2 separate regions of the Rattus norvegicus genome follow, and region 2 is linked to region 1. The links are chromatin contacts, called in public Hi-C maps. All regions are on one chromosome and are shown on one strand. Each heading gives the region's core, a stretch centred on a gene start, on an enhancer-like site or on the middle of the called end of the contact. The rest is flanking DNA. Distances are from core to core; before and after follow the strand shown. Region 1 holds the start of Nalf1 (NALCN channel auxiliary factor 1). Region 2 overlaps Nalf1 (NALCN channel auxiliary factor 1).

Evidence for each region. Hi-C and Micro-C count contacts between places; a contact is called where the count stands out from the background.
Region 2: a contact with region 1 is called in a Hi-C map of prefrontal cortex, with 8 times the contacts expected there. The contact joins the enhancer-like site here to the promoter of Nalf1 in region 1. A contact is called at or near these places in 2 of 12 Hi-C or Micro-C datasets (frontal cortex and prefrontal cortex).

What each region holds. Positions count from the first base shown.
Region 1 is chr16:86,412,450-86,419,333 of GRCr8, reverse strand. It overlaps Nalf1 (NALCN channel auxiliary factor 1), which reads right to left and starts at 3,794. Exons shown (of 3, transcript NM_001402488.1): 1 at 2,706-3,794. The coding sequence starts at 3,647.
Region 2 is chr16:86,907,607-86,914,490 of GRCr8, reverse strand. Nalf1 (NALCN channel auxiliary factor 1) reads right to left here. Exons shown (of 3, transcript NM_001402488.1): 2 at 2,881-3,052. Among named protein-coding and RNA genes, the nearest start is that of Nalf1, 500 kb to the right of the region's middle. Within about 2 kb of position 3,525, at least 18 of the 93 cell types and tissues checked have an H3K27ac peak or open chromatin away from gene starts, as enhancers often do. A contact at or near this core is called in prefrontal cortex, where this site is marked.

The sequences.
Region 1 (6,884 bases), core at 2,545-5,044:
CCCCAAATAAAACCTCCTTAAGAAATTTACATCGGATTTTAGTTTAAACCTCTCTTATTTTATAGAGTTCATTTCTAATGGGGAAGAGACTATGAAACTAAATTCAATAATATATCTTAACTTCAAAAAGCTAGATGTCATTGCTGCAAGTCAGTTAAAAAGTTACATGTTTCTCCTAAAATGTAAATACCAGTAATTTATACTGCTAATGGGATGTTATGTATCTTATCTATAATAAATATATTTATGAACCATTGAACTGCATTTTATGAGGACGTTAGTAACCTTGGAGACATAATATGTTTACTTCTAACTAGCCCTTTTAGATAGCCTATTCTTCTAGCCTCTCTCTGGCTTTGTAGCTGCCAAAAGGGGGGATTTTTGCATGAATTTGAGGAAAGATCCTGACTGTAGTCATTGTGCAATTGCAATTGCATTGAAATAAAAAAAAGTTTTTAGAAATTCAGTAATAATCTTCAAAATCAGCAATCACTTTAAAGCATCTTTCATACTTTGCATTAAAGTGTATATATATGGCTTTTTCAGAATCAGAGAAAATTATTCATTAAACTCAGGAAATATACACATGTCATTTTCTATGCATAACCATTAGTTCACTTACCTTAAACCAACTATGCTAATGCTTTCAACTTAAATCCATATATTTTTTTAAAACCATCTATTATGAGATTATTATATCCTACTGGCAAAAGTAATTTGCCATGTCTCTACCACCAAGAATTGAATACAAGACACCAGGGCATCACAGGTAATAAATTCTGCTGCACCGAGAAATATAAGCATTTATGTTTACTTTTCAGTGGAAAGAGAGATGGTTTTTAAAAGTTAAGTATTTATAGTGTTAGCAAATTCTACTTTATCCAAAAATGTAAGTATAACCTTAGAGTACCCCATAGCATCATGAAATATTTACAGTCACTGTTTCCATTATGATGATATAGAGTCCATGTTGAGAATTGATTTGGATAAAGAGAAAGAGAAACACTTGATGTATTTGGACGCTTCCTCTGAGGTAGGGAATGACTCCACTCCACTGACAGCACAGACTCTCTTTCAGATACTGAGTTAATCAAATTAAAATTACGAGACGTGTCAATGAGAGCTTACAGTCAAGGGAGCATGCAAAGTCAAATTTTTATCATGGCTCCTAACTGTAAAGTGTTGGAAATCTATGCCATATTTTTTACTAGTAGTAGAATTATCCATCATTTCCTTATCTTAATGTTGTATGCAACAATCCTATCGGGATAAATATCAGTTTAGTATATGCATTAGTCATTCGCTGTTAGTTTCTATCATTAGGGTTGATTTTTCTTCCTAGGAATGAATTGCAGGAATTTTTAAACCATATATAGAGATCATAAGTGTTGGCTTATCCACTGAAATAAAATTTTCATCAATGTGATAGACTATTTTTAATTGCAGCCCAAGTTTCTGATCTAAAAAAAAAAAAAAAAAAAAAAAAAAAGGAAAGAAAGAAAACCCATAAGCAAGGCCAGCTTAAGTTTAGATAAACTGTAAGGCGTGGCTTGTAGTTGAGCTCTATGGCTTCAAATAAGATCCGCGTTAAGCATCACACTCCTTTGATCTGTATGACCCTTGATCCCCTCCTCCACAGAAAGCAAGTGTAGGAGGCCCTCTGGAAGGCTGGGTGTTGGGGAAGTCGGAAAGGAAAAAGTTATTTGTCAAATTTCTTTTGAAACAACAATACAATTTTCTTGTGTGTGTGTGTGTGTGTGTGTGTGTGTGTGTGTGTGTGTGTGTGAATTGCTTTGAAAAGCTAACACCCACACCTACAGAGATCCTGTCCTCATATCTTCCCAGCTAAAGGTCACTGCAGCTTCTTCATCTTTAGGCCTCTCTTGGACAAGCCCCGTTTCAGCACCACGGACAGCGGCACCGCCAGCAGCTAAGGGATGCATGCACCATTTCCAAGAAACTTGCTTAGACTTCCCCTTTGCTAATCAACAAGGTCACCACAGTCCTTGTTGACTAGAATACAATTAATTGTTTCCCCGAATTTTAACTCGTAGCATCAAAGATGTGACATTTACTATTTCTTCAGAGTATGCAAAAAAATATAAAAGGCAATTACGTAAGGTGTATGATTACCAGTTTAACATTGAGAATCATTAATAGATAGCTAATTGCAACCATCTAGTCAGATGACACCCAGGCCAATACTACACAGATTTCTAGGAGAAAACGGGAAGCTTCACGAGAACAGGCCTTCAGACTTACTGAAGAACAAGAGCTAGCCCATAAGATGTGTACATTTGGCTGTCTTCCCCCTACACCAACAGCTACACTTTGTCTGATTCCTCCGGCCAACCAACCTCGTTATGTTAGAAGTGGAGAGATAATGTGGGCAGATTCACTACAAGATCCTTTCTGGCTACCTGCGTGCGTTGGTCCCCTCTCTGTTTTCCTAACGAGCAGTAAAAGTATGAGCCAACTGCCAAGACTTGACTTTGTTATCTTGGAAGATGGACTTTCCCTGATTGCCAAGGGCGCTGGAAAGAAGGCAGCAGCCCAGCAGCAACCCACCAAATGTCCCAAATCTTTCAGAAAGTCGAGTTCTGATAGCCAGATAAACAATGACTAAACTTACAAAACCGGAACCAGATAAACGAATCAGTCATGAAGAAGCCGCAGCGGAGGGGAAAGGAACCCACTGTGCCTACCTTGCAGTCCTCAGGACAGGACTTCACCGAGTACTCATCCGACTGTAAGTACTTATGCAGCACGCTTTCAAACTCTTCGTACTTCTCCTGAGCGTGGTGGTCGTAGTCCTGGTAAGCCTCGATGCACTGTCTACACGTGGTCATCTCACCGCCCTCCGTGAGCACCACGTCCAGACTGCAGTTCAAAGTACTGGGGCTGGACAGCCCCGAGAACAACTCCCAAAGTGTGTAGGAATTACAAAACGAAAGGTAAAAATCCGACAAGTTCCACAACGGAGTTGGCCGCGAGCCCCTGGACGACTGCTCCTCCCCCGCGGCCGCCCCCCGACTCCAGTTCCTGGCGCACACAGCGTCCGCGCTCTCCACCGTGAAGCACTGGCCGGAGGAGGCGCCCTGGGGGTAACAAGTCTCTAGGCGCCACACCGGCTTGGCAGAGTTTCCTAGAAAAAGAGCCCTGCTTCGGTTGTTCTTGCCTCGGTTGCCCTTGCTGCCGCCGCCGCCTCCCGGGGAGGGGGGCAGGGTGGGGGACGAGGAGGCGGAGAGGAGTCTGTGTGCCTGGGCGGCGGGCGAGGACTCCCCCATGCTGGCCAGGAGCGCGGGCCAGGAGGGCTCCTGCTGTCGCTGCCTCTGCTGCTGTCGCTGCCGCTGCTGCTGTCGCTGCTGCTGTTGCTGCTGCTGTTGCTGCTGCTGCTGCTGCTGTTGCTGCTGTTGCTGCTGCTGTTGGTGATGCTCTTTGTCCCGGGTCCGGGTCAGCTTGGCCTCGGCGCAGAACCACAAGTGATCAGAGAGCAGGACTGTGAAAAACAAGAGAGAAGCCAGAGACAGTCGCCATTTCTGAGCCCGCTCTGAATCGATGAACGGTTTCTCGTTCTCCCGGGGTGCTGCCAACCAGATTTTTAAGCCGTCGTCATACTGCCGACACATCCAAGCACCCCTGGTCATATTTTGGGAACGCACAGCCCTGGCCGACTCCACCGTGAGGGCTCCTGTGCCGGTGTCACCACAATATGCATTGACTTAAAGGGTTTAATTTCCGTATCCCCTCCTCCCGTTTCTTCTCTCTCTCTCTCTCTCTCTCTCTCTCTCTCTCTCTCTCTCTCTCTCTCTCTGCCTACATAAATATTACCATACTTTAGAGGAAGATCTTGCTTCCGACCTAATCATCAGCCGACCCCATCCCCTGAAGAGTGGGAGACAATAAGAGAGAGAGAGAGAGAGAGAGAGAGAGAGAGAGAGAGAGAGAGAGACGCGGAGGCTGGTGCTGTGCTGGCCGGTGGGGAGGCTGAGTGCGGGAGGTGATGGTGGTGGAGGTGGCGGGGTGGCTGGCGCTGCTCCTATCACCCCGGCATTGTCAGCGCGCGGGTCCCCATGGCCCAGCTGAGGACAGCCCGCTCTCCCCTGCCAGGGGCATGCCGCGTCTCTGCTGCCCACTGACGGCGACCGGAGCGCCTCCCCTCCTCCTCTCCTCCTCCTCTTCTCCTCCTCTTCCTCCTCCTTCCTCTCCGTCGCTGGCTTCTCCTCCGCCTCCCGCGCCTACTTCGCGCTGGCTCTCCCCGCGCCCCGAGCTTGGGCGGCCGCCGGCGGGGCTGTCCCTCCCCCCCACCCCCCACCCCGCGCTCCGACTGTTGCCGCGGCCGCTGCAGGTCTGCCCGCGGGCGCCGCCGGGGGCCGAGTCGCCTGCTCTGGGCCTCCGGAGGCCACAGTCATCTTCAGTCCCCCGGGCTAAGTTGCCGCCATCTTCGTCCTGGAGGCACACTTTTTTGGGGGGGAGCGCTGGATTTTGCGTCATCTCCTCCCGCCCCGAGGTCTCTCCATCCTGGTGCAGTGACAGCGGTTCAGCCCCGGGAGGAGGACGAAGACGCGCTGGGTGGCGGCTTGGGGTCCCGCTGACCGCCGCCCCCTCCGGGGCCCTGGGCACCTAGGCTTTTGCCTAGGGTTTACGATCCCTCCCCACTTTTTATTTAGGAGTCAGGACGTGGGTCGAGTGGCCAATGCTGCTGTCCTGGGTCTCCAGCTTCTCCAACCCTCTGTCCAAGGGACAAGTACCAGACACCGGAGGGCGGCTAAGAGGTCCCTGTTGGGGACCAGGGACTGGGTATCAGTCCCCTCGCTTGACAATCTTCTGCAAGCGGAGGCTGATTAGAGGAGGGGCGAGGTGACTTTGCAGACTCAGTCTGAATGCTCTTTGGGTCTCTAGAGAGCTACACTGCATTCGGGTTTTGTCCTAAATCGGTTTTATGGGTCAGAAAGGATGCGGGGTATGAGCGTCTGTGTGTCTACCTGCATGGTGCTGCTTTCTCGGCACTGTGTATGTGTGTGTGAGCTGCAGCTAGGACCACACTATACTCCATGTCTGACCATGTCTTCTCCTCCAAAGTAAGCGACAACCAAAGGTCTCCACAGCCCGGGGGAAAGAACCAGCACTGCGGTGCACCCCACCGGCATTGAGCTTGGGGGCCCAAATCTCGGAGGATTCCTGCAGAGGACCCCTAGACCCTGAGGCATCCTCTCACTGTTTCTGCCCAGCCCCGCCGGGTGGGCGCCTCTGCACCGGGACTTCCGCAGCGCCCTCCAGACTGGCGCTACAGTCCAAGGCTCTGGTGCCCCTTAGTGTTGGTTCTAGGAGTTCCAAGAAGAAAAAAGCAGACACACGCCGGGAAAACCTGGGGTCCCCTGATTTCCGGTGGACAGGGTGGGGGCGGACAGGGTGGGGATGCCAGGGGCAAACATCAGTCTTCTGAGATCTGGGTAGGTCTTCCACACCCGCCTAGGTCCCCACCTGAGCCCAGAGCACCAGACCAGAGGATGCCAAGCACACTTAGCAACCACCATGTCGCTCTTTCCCCTGTATCCCCAAGCCAATGTACATTGGAAAGAGCCTTACCAGATACCCTGAATCTTAAACAAGAACCCTAAGAAACCCAAAGGAAGGCTCAACAGAATTTGTTTTCCTACCAGAGGAACTGTGTGTGCTGGGAACACAGAAGGATTGGAGAATTTCAGACGGGAAGTTGGGCTCATTCCTTTCATTTTTACAAATTTTGCATGTTTAAATTAGATTCTGTATATGCATACATAAAAACTGTATGTAATGGCCTCTAGGAACTGAGTCCAGTTTGACAACTGGTTTATGTGGAAATGCCAGTTGGGGGTTTAGTGGGTCATTTAAGTACATTCTAGTACTTTGGGTTTCATTTTGTTGAATTTCTGATTCATGCCGGAATTTTTCTCCAAACGTAATTTCAATAAAATATCAAATGATAGCCAGTCCATCCGGAAGTGCTCTGTATTTGTGTATTGTGCTCCTAAGCCATATCACACTGTAGATAGAGAGATAGATAGATAGATAGATAGATAGATAGATAGATAGATAGATAGATAGATTCAGGGTATTATATATACCCTCAATCATTTTATACTAGAATGGCATGTGTGTTAGAGAAATAAACATAAATGAATGGAAAGTAAAAGTTATAACGGAGCCAGGCACAGTAGCATGTGCCTGTACTTGAAGATATTCCATACGTGAACCAGGGGGAGTCATTTGGGCATGGAGGGCCCTACCAGCCTGATGCAACATGTCAAAAACGGTCCAAGTGATTGCAAAGGCATCTCTGATCCCTGTTTGCTCTCTCCACCCCTGTGTCCTGATTATCTTATGTTGAAAGGCCTCTGTTCTGTGATATTTACTAACTTGTATATCCTAATGTTGATCATAGACTCCACAACTACATTTATTGGGTGATAAGCGTTCTTTCCCATACGCCCCACTCCTACCATGTTGCTTTGCTAACTTGAATCCAGATGCATGGATGCAGTGCTGGGTTAAATGAGTAGCTTGCCTCACCATGCAAGCTGAAGATTCAGCCTGAAGAGGAACTACAGATGGGAGGCAGAAGAAACCGAAACACAATAAATGAAATTAGGAGACTACGCATCTCCACCAAGGAAAAGCAGCAAAGTTTTGGTTATTTTTAGCTTCATTATTATGGAGATGTAGCTAAATTACATCTCAAAAAAATAATTCCCTGGTGCTTACGATAAGTTAAAACAACAATGCTTATGCTTGATCCCGTAAAAGATGGGAGCTCATTGTTTTATATTAGAACAACCTGGGCCTTTCTTTTCTCTAACACTTCTCATGACCTGAATATTTTAAAAATGAGACAATTTTCAGAA
Region 2 (6,884 bases), core at 2,276-4,775, 500 kb before region 1:
TATAGACAGGCTTGTTTAATGCTTGTCCTGGGCCCTGTGCTATATGTCTTCCTGTATGTCTGCTGTGAGGGACCATCCAGGTGGCCATGACAAACCTTCGGCCACAGGAAGGAGGTCATGCATCACCTCTCTGTTGAGCTTGTTCTCTTCTGAGTTTAGAAAACCTTTCTCTCACAGCATATAGAGGAATCTGACTGACTCACATTCACTCCAAGGTGGCATGTGGCTCTATGTCCTTGTCAGCATGGGGGTTCGGCAAGCATTTGAGCTGTCTTGGGAAGAGTTCCAGCAGGCTGCTCTTCCAGAAGGAAGTCCAGCCTGGGCTCATTGAGCTTCTGTAGCGGTCTAGGTTTCTTGCTTTTCCTGAGATGCAGTCTGTTTTTGGTAGTGTCTAGAACTCTCAGTCACACTGCCAGATAGCAAGGTGAGCAAATCAATTCAGCAAAGCTCCTGCTATGCAACTCAATTTGAACTCTGCAACCTCGGGTACGGATGACAGCCTGGACACAGTCTTCCCCAAAGCCTTGTCCCACCCCAGAAGAGAGCCATGACTCTTCCTGCTGTGTAAGTTCACAAAAATCCAACTTTAGAGCTCTGAGCTTAGTAGCATAAGGGTCACAAAGCCCACAGAAAGCCATCCACAGACAGGCACCAGGTGACTCTGAAGTCCTCATGGAGCTGGCATTGTCTTCTGGGCAAGTGACAGATTTCTCTTTCTGTCACCTTTCCTTAGAGATGTCACTATAACTACACACACGCAGATTTTACAAAACCTATAACAGCTAAAATCCAAGTTGCCCATAAGCCTTTGGGTGCAGAAGACACTTGTGCTAGCCCTTTGTGTCCCAGTAGCCTTGAAAGCATCTAGAGAGAAGAACTCTGCAAACACAGGTAGACGCTAAACGATGATGAAGGTCATGAACTGCAAATCTTCCTTAGGGCTTTTGTCTTCTGGGTTCTTGGTGGGGGCCCTGCTGACCAGTCTGGAAGAACCACATGCCATGGGGGCATGCTGCACAGTTCCCTTGAAGTTTAGACTTTTAGACGCATGCTTTCATTTTTTTACAGTCAGTTATGGAAACATCTATGGGAAGGTCAACATAATTTCTGGTGAAATAATATTTTTTTCTTTTTCATTCATCCTTCTGAGAATGTTTCCTTCTCTTTCTTTACTTAGCACCTCCTTTCCCCTTGAATCCTTCCTTCCCCTTCTTCTTTTGCTCTCTTCTCTCTTCTTCCTCTTCTTGCTATCCCTTCTTAATTCTACCCTTCATATTCCTCTTTCCCCTTCTTTCACACTCTCCTCTCCTTCTTTATCCCAATCCCTCTCCCTGTACCCAGCTCTCTCCTCTTCTTCATCCCAGCCAGCCCCTTCCCCCTGCCCCTGACCCTGCTCTCTCCTCTTGCCAACCCTGTACTTTTCCCTCATCTATATCCTTACAGCATGTATGGTGTCCTGGGCTGGCGACAGTTCCTATGATTCACCAGTGAAAAGCCAGGTTGTGTGATAGGAGTAATGCCCTGCTGTTCCTCAGGGCTGGCTCTCAGGGCACTCACTATATCTTGATAGTTTGTTACACTGAACAGTGAGGGCCTGTACACCACTCGATACATTGTTACAATGAGCGATAACCACTGGATACACAGTCACAGTGAACATTTCAACTTGTCCTTATTTTATCTATTTATGGTATATGGTGTTTTGTCTGCATGTATTTCTGTGCACCCATGCACACCTTGTACAGCAGAGGTCAGAAGCAGGCATTGGATTCCCCGGGAGCAGAGTTATAGATAGTTGTGAGCCACCATGTGTGTGCTGGGAAACAACCCATGGTCCTCTGCATAAACAAGTGTTCTTAACTGCTGAACTATCTCTCTAGACCCTTACCTTTTTATTATATTCATTTATCTTTATTTATTTTGTATGTGTGTATGAATGTACCACAGCATGCATGTAGAGGTCAGAAGACAGCATGGACAACTGGGTTCTGGCCCAGACACTGAACTCTGGAATTCAGGACTTACAGCCGATGCATTCAGTCACATGGCTGACTGAATTGGTCAGCCAGCATTTAGTGGAGCTTTTATAGTGACACATTATGCTGTAATGATATAAGATTGGATTGTTACCAAAACCACTTGCGCCTAACGTGGGGCTCGAACCCATGACCCTGAGATTATTAGTGGAGCTTTTAAAAGCCCAATATACACAGAGAATTTTCTTGTTTCCCCAGACTTATTTTTATGTTTAAAATTCAATAGTTAAGCATGCTATAAATCGAGTAAATTGATTTTAAAATTTGGGTCTTCCCTCCCCCTGTGAATTCCAGAGCATCAGCAGAGTGCTGTAAAGGTGCTCTCCCCACTGATGGCCTGTCAGGTGAGTCTGTTCTTAGCTTTGACCCTGTATTCTCTATCTGCCTAAACTTACATAGCGCTCATGGATTTCTGGACACCAGAGCTGCTGTTGACATCCTGCCTGTCTCAGTTCTTTACCAAAAAGGGAGATTTGTTATCAAAAAACATAAAAATCACCTGTCCTGGCCCCTTATGCACCAATGTGCCCTTTGTGACCCAGGCTGACATTTCTTTTTGTCTTCATACTGATTGGATAAAGTGAAAACATTTATCACAAGATACACAGGAGTTGTTAATATTTCCCCCTTTCCCCTGCAACTATCCTCAGGACACATTCACAGAGAGCCTCAGTTGCAGCACAGCTCTGTGGTGGCGACATCGGCCCTTGTTTAAACCAGTTTGAGGGGATTTTCAGATCTCAGGAGGCCACATAAAAATACCTTTGTGCAGTCTCAAGGCTAGGGGAACCGAAGGAAACAACAAATCGATGGAGATCAAAGGAGGGCCCCACCCAACCTGTACCTGTGCAGATGAAGCTGGAGAGGCCTCCGTAAATGACTTCGTCATTGTCGGGCAATATGAACGGACACCTCGTCTGCACCTCCAAACAATATTGCTTGCAAGGAATGGTCTTTCTGCAGTTAAACTGTGTGACTTCAAAATACTGGGAGCAGAGCCAGGCTTTGTAGACAATCTGAAAAGCAAAGAGAGAAGAATCAGAGATGTGGAGGGAATGCTACACAGGTCTCTTGTAAGGATGCGGCTGGGCTGGGAGAGCATGCTTCATGGGTCATAGACAACTCTGGGGTAGTGTTGTTTACAGCGCCACGCGTTAAGAATGCTGCTAATGAGTACCTGCCTATGGAGAATGGAAAAGGTATTTAATATAAAGCACTGTTGGAAAACGGTGGACCTCAGCAGATTCGAAGGTTTTCAGGATCCAGTGATATATAAAACAAATCACCCCCCCTCCACCGCGCCCCCAGAGGATAATGTAATTCAGTGCAGTGGCCAGGGAGATCCAGTTGCTTCCCTAGTTTTCCCACCTCTCGTACCTCGATTGGGCACTAGATGGCGCGCGCGAAGCGCTTTGCAAGGACTCCTGCAAGGGTGCAAAAAGCACGTGGGCTGGTTGCAGCTTGCTTTCCTCACTGCACACAGCAACATGAAATGGGTGTTTGCATCCGTGACTCACAGGGACTGCACTGAAAACCTCACCGAAAACGGAAAACACTCAGTACAGATCAGACGTAACCTGCTCCGTTTGATTAGAAGAATGGTCCCTCCACCAGTGTCCAGCAGTTGACCTTTGACCCAGTGCAATCTGTCTTTGCTAAGCATTGATGAGCTTTAAGGGCGTGTGGATTTCACTGATCTTTCTCTGTGTGATTATGGGAGAAGTAGGCATTGACGATTCACCCCCGCCCCGCAATGTGAAATAAACTAAGTCTGAATTTAAACAAAGCACAAAGCAGCATAGATCAGTGAAATTCAGTTTCTTTCCAGGTCTTTAGGAACGAGATTCTGCTCGTTTCCAGGGGTAAATAGTCCTATTAAGTTAACATTTCATCCATCACATACTACCTTGAAAAGCAGACGGCTTAGCAATAAATGTGCATGAAGAAAACATAAAACAGAATGAAAATGAAAAGTAATTAACAAACTTACGTATTTTTCCCAAGCGGGTTACTATTTTTTTTTCAGCCCCGATTCTCAGCATACATTTAGAATATATTGACTGATCACGTCTTTCTCAAGACTAGTATGTATGTACGTAAATGGGAATTTTCAGAACTTGAAGCCCAAATATGTAGATTTCCCAACTTTTGTCTTAAATGGTTATGCTGTGCTTGGTCAGAAAATGCTTTCAAAAGCATACGGCCCACAACAGGGTTTTCAGACAGCTGTAAACGACTTGCCTCACATACCTCATCCATCATTTATTATAAGCTGATCGTTTGTTCTGGGGTTATCTTACAATCTCTTGTCAGTTTCATAAAGATTTAAGTTTTATTCTTTGAATAGAAAGTCTCTAAAGGTGGCAAAAAATGAATATGAGGTCCATTAATAAATATAGATGATACAAGTAGCTTTTCTAGTAGTCAATAATGATCCACCATCATTCTGGTCACCTTATGCCTGTTTGCGTGGGGTTTTGGGTGACTCCTAACATAACAATGACTAAGGAGACTGCTGAGAAACCTTGTCTTTCAGCTGGGAAGTCCAGGTAGGACGTGGGTTCCCAGGGTGGTAGGTGTCCGGGTAGACCAGCTAGTGCCACAGACAAAGGGACAGAAACATTAGTTTCAGAAGAAGAAAAGGAGAAGTGATGTCTGAACTGGGCTTTGGGGTAAAGCTTTGGTGGTAGATGCTTTTTGACCAACCTAACCAAGTGTGACAAAATCTGACACGGGTACAGCATTTATGGTGTCAGTGGAGCGGTGGTGTCTGAGTGCCCTATTCGAGCCACTTTGTGATTTCTGGCTTAGGTCCCTTTGCTAGGTGTTAGAAGCAAGTGGACATGTTTGTATATACTGGCTAAGGATAAAACCGCATGCTAAAGAAAGCCCTCATTACATATTTCTGGGACTCTAAAGACTACAGTGGTTTGTTTTACTTGAAGAACTATTCCTACACATGCTAAAACACCCCAGGTATCCCATAGTCACCACTGTACGATCTGTTTCCAGTCCTGCTCAACTGGCTGTCAACCTCTTTTTTTTTTTTTTTTTAAACTTAAGACAGAATGTCAGGCTGGCCTTGAAATCACTGTATTATCAAGGATGATCCCCTCGTCTCCATGTCTCTGGACTTGCAGCATGGCAGCATACCCAGTTGTGCTGTGCCGGGGATAGAACCCAGGGCCTTGTGCATGTTAGGCAAGCATGTTACCAACTGAGCTATACCCTCAGGCAGCTTTTATATTCCTTCGGATCTGTAAGTCTCAGTGTCAAGTTATAACCATATATGTCCCCTCTCCACCCACAGACCATGGGGTGACATTTAGTGAAGCATTTTGTGACATGGGGGTATCCTTTGCATCCTTCCCCTGGCCACAACCCAGCTGAGGTGGACCCATTTTTATTCTCACTGGGTCATATTTCCGTTGCAGATGTTTTGTTTCTGCCTAAGCAGTGGCCGGAAGCAGGCTTTTCTCATCACCAGACTGCAGGCAGAAGAGAGCTCCCCACACCGTGGTGAGCTGCCACACGAGCAGCCAGCTTCCCTGCCCTTCGGTTTTCGACAGGCCTGAATGTTTGGACACGCCATAGAAAGCTCCCATCTGAGAAATACATTTCAGTTCCCAGGCTTCTGGTGAGAATCAGTGGAGGGAACATAACACAGAGAAGAAATATTTTATCATAACGTGAGAGATTAAGGCAGAGGAATGGTTTTATATAATGAAGGAATTTATCTTTTCCCCGTGCAAACATATTTGAGAGAAAAGAGGCAGCACCAGCACCGAGGACATTTGCTAGAATGTTCTAGCATTAACCAAAAAAGATTTGCCTGGGAGAAAAGGCAATTTCATAATTTTGCGAAAGGTGACTTGAAAAGTCAAACAAAACACATGAACAAACAAAAACCAAAGCACGTGCTAGCAAAAATCTGAATATTGTTCTAGGAAGAATGGAATCAACCTGAGACTATGCCGTCAAGGATAGGGGATAAGGGGTGGGTGCTAATAACTATCTCTGCTTTCACAGGGAGCTGCTGTGGGCTGTGGGCTGTGGGCTGTGGGCTGTGGACTGTGGGCTGTGGGCTGTGCCCATGGTGATGCTTTATTTATTTATTCAGCGTTTTTAATGTGGGGTCAGAATGGCAGGATACCCAGAAAGGAACTTCTGTCTTGGAATCACCAAGCAACTGTGCTTAAGGCTCATTAGGAAGGAACCCATGACCTGCACTGTAGACCTAGTCTGGTACCTGTGGTGAAAGAGGCCATGAGCCCTAGAGGATTCCCACATGGTAGAAGAAGAAGGCTAACTCTGCTAGGTGTCCTCTGACTCCCATGTGAAGGTGTGGCATACACATGAGGGAGTGTGTGTGAGCACACCCACACACACACACATACACACACACACATACATACACACACATATACATACACACACATACACACACATACATACACACACATACATACACACACATACACACACATATACACATACATACACACATACATACACACACATACATACACACACATACACACACATATACACATACATACACACATACATACACACACATACACACACATACACACACATACATACACACACATACACACACATATACACATACATACACACATACATACACACACATACACACACATACACACACATACATACACACACATACATACACACACATACACACACACACACACACACAGAAACCCCCCGCTACACACAGGCACAAACACACACACACACATTAAGTAAATAAATGCAACTAACCTTTTGTCTGCTCTCGATGAGTCATATCTTTGGATCCTCTATTCCAAAGGAGATAAT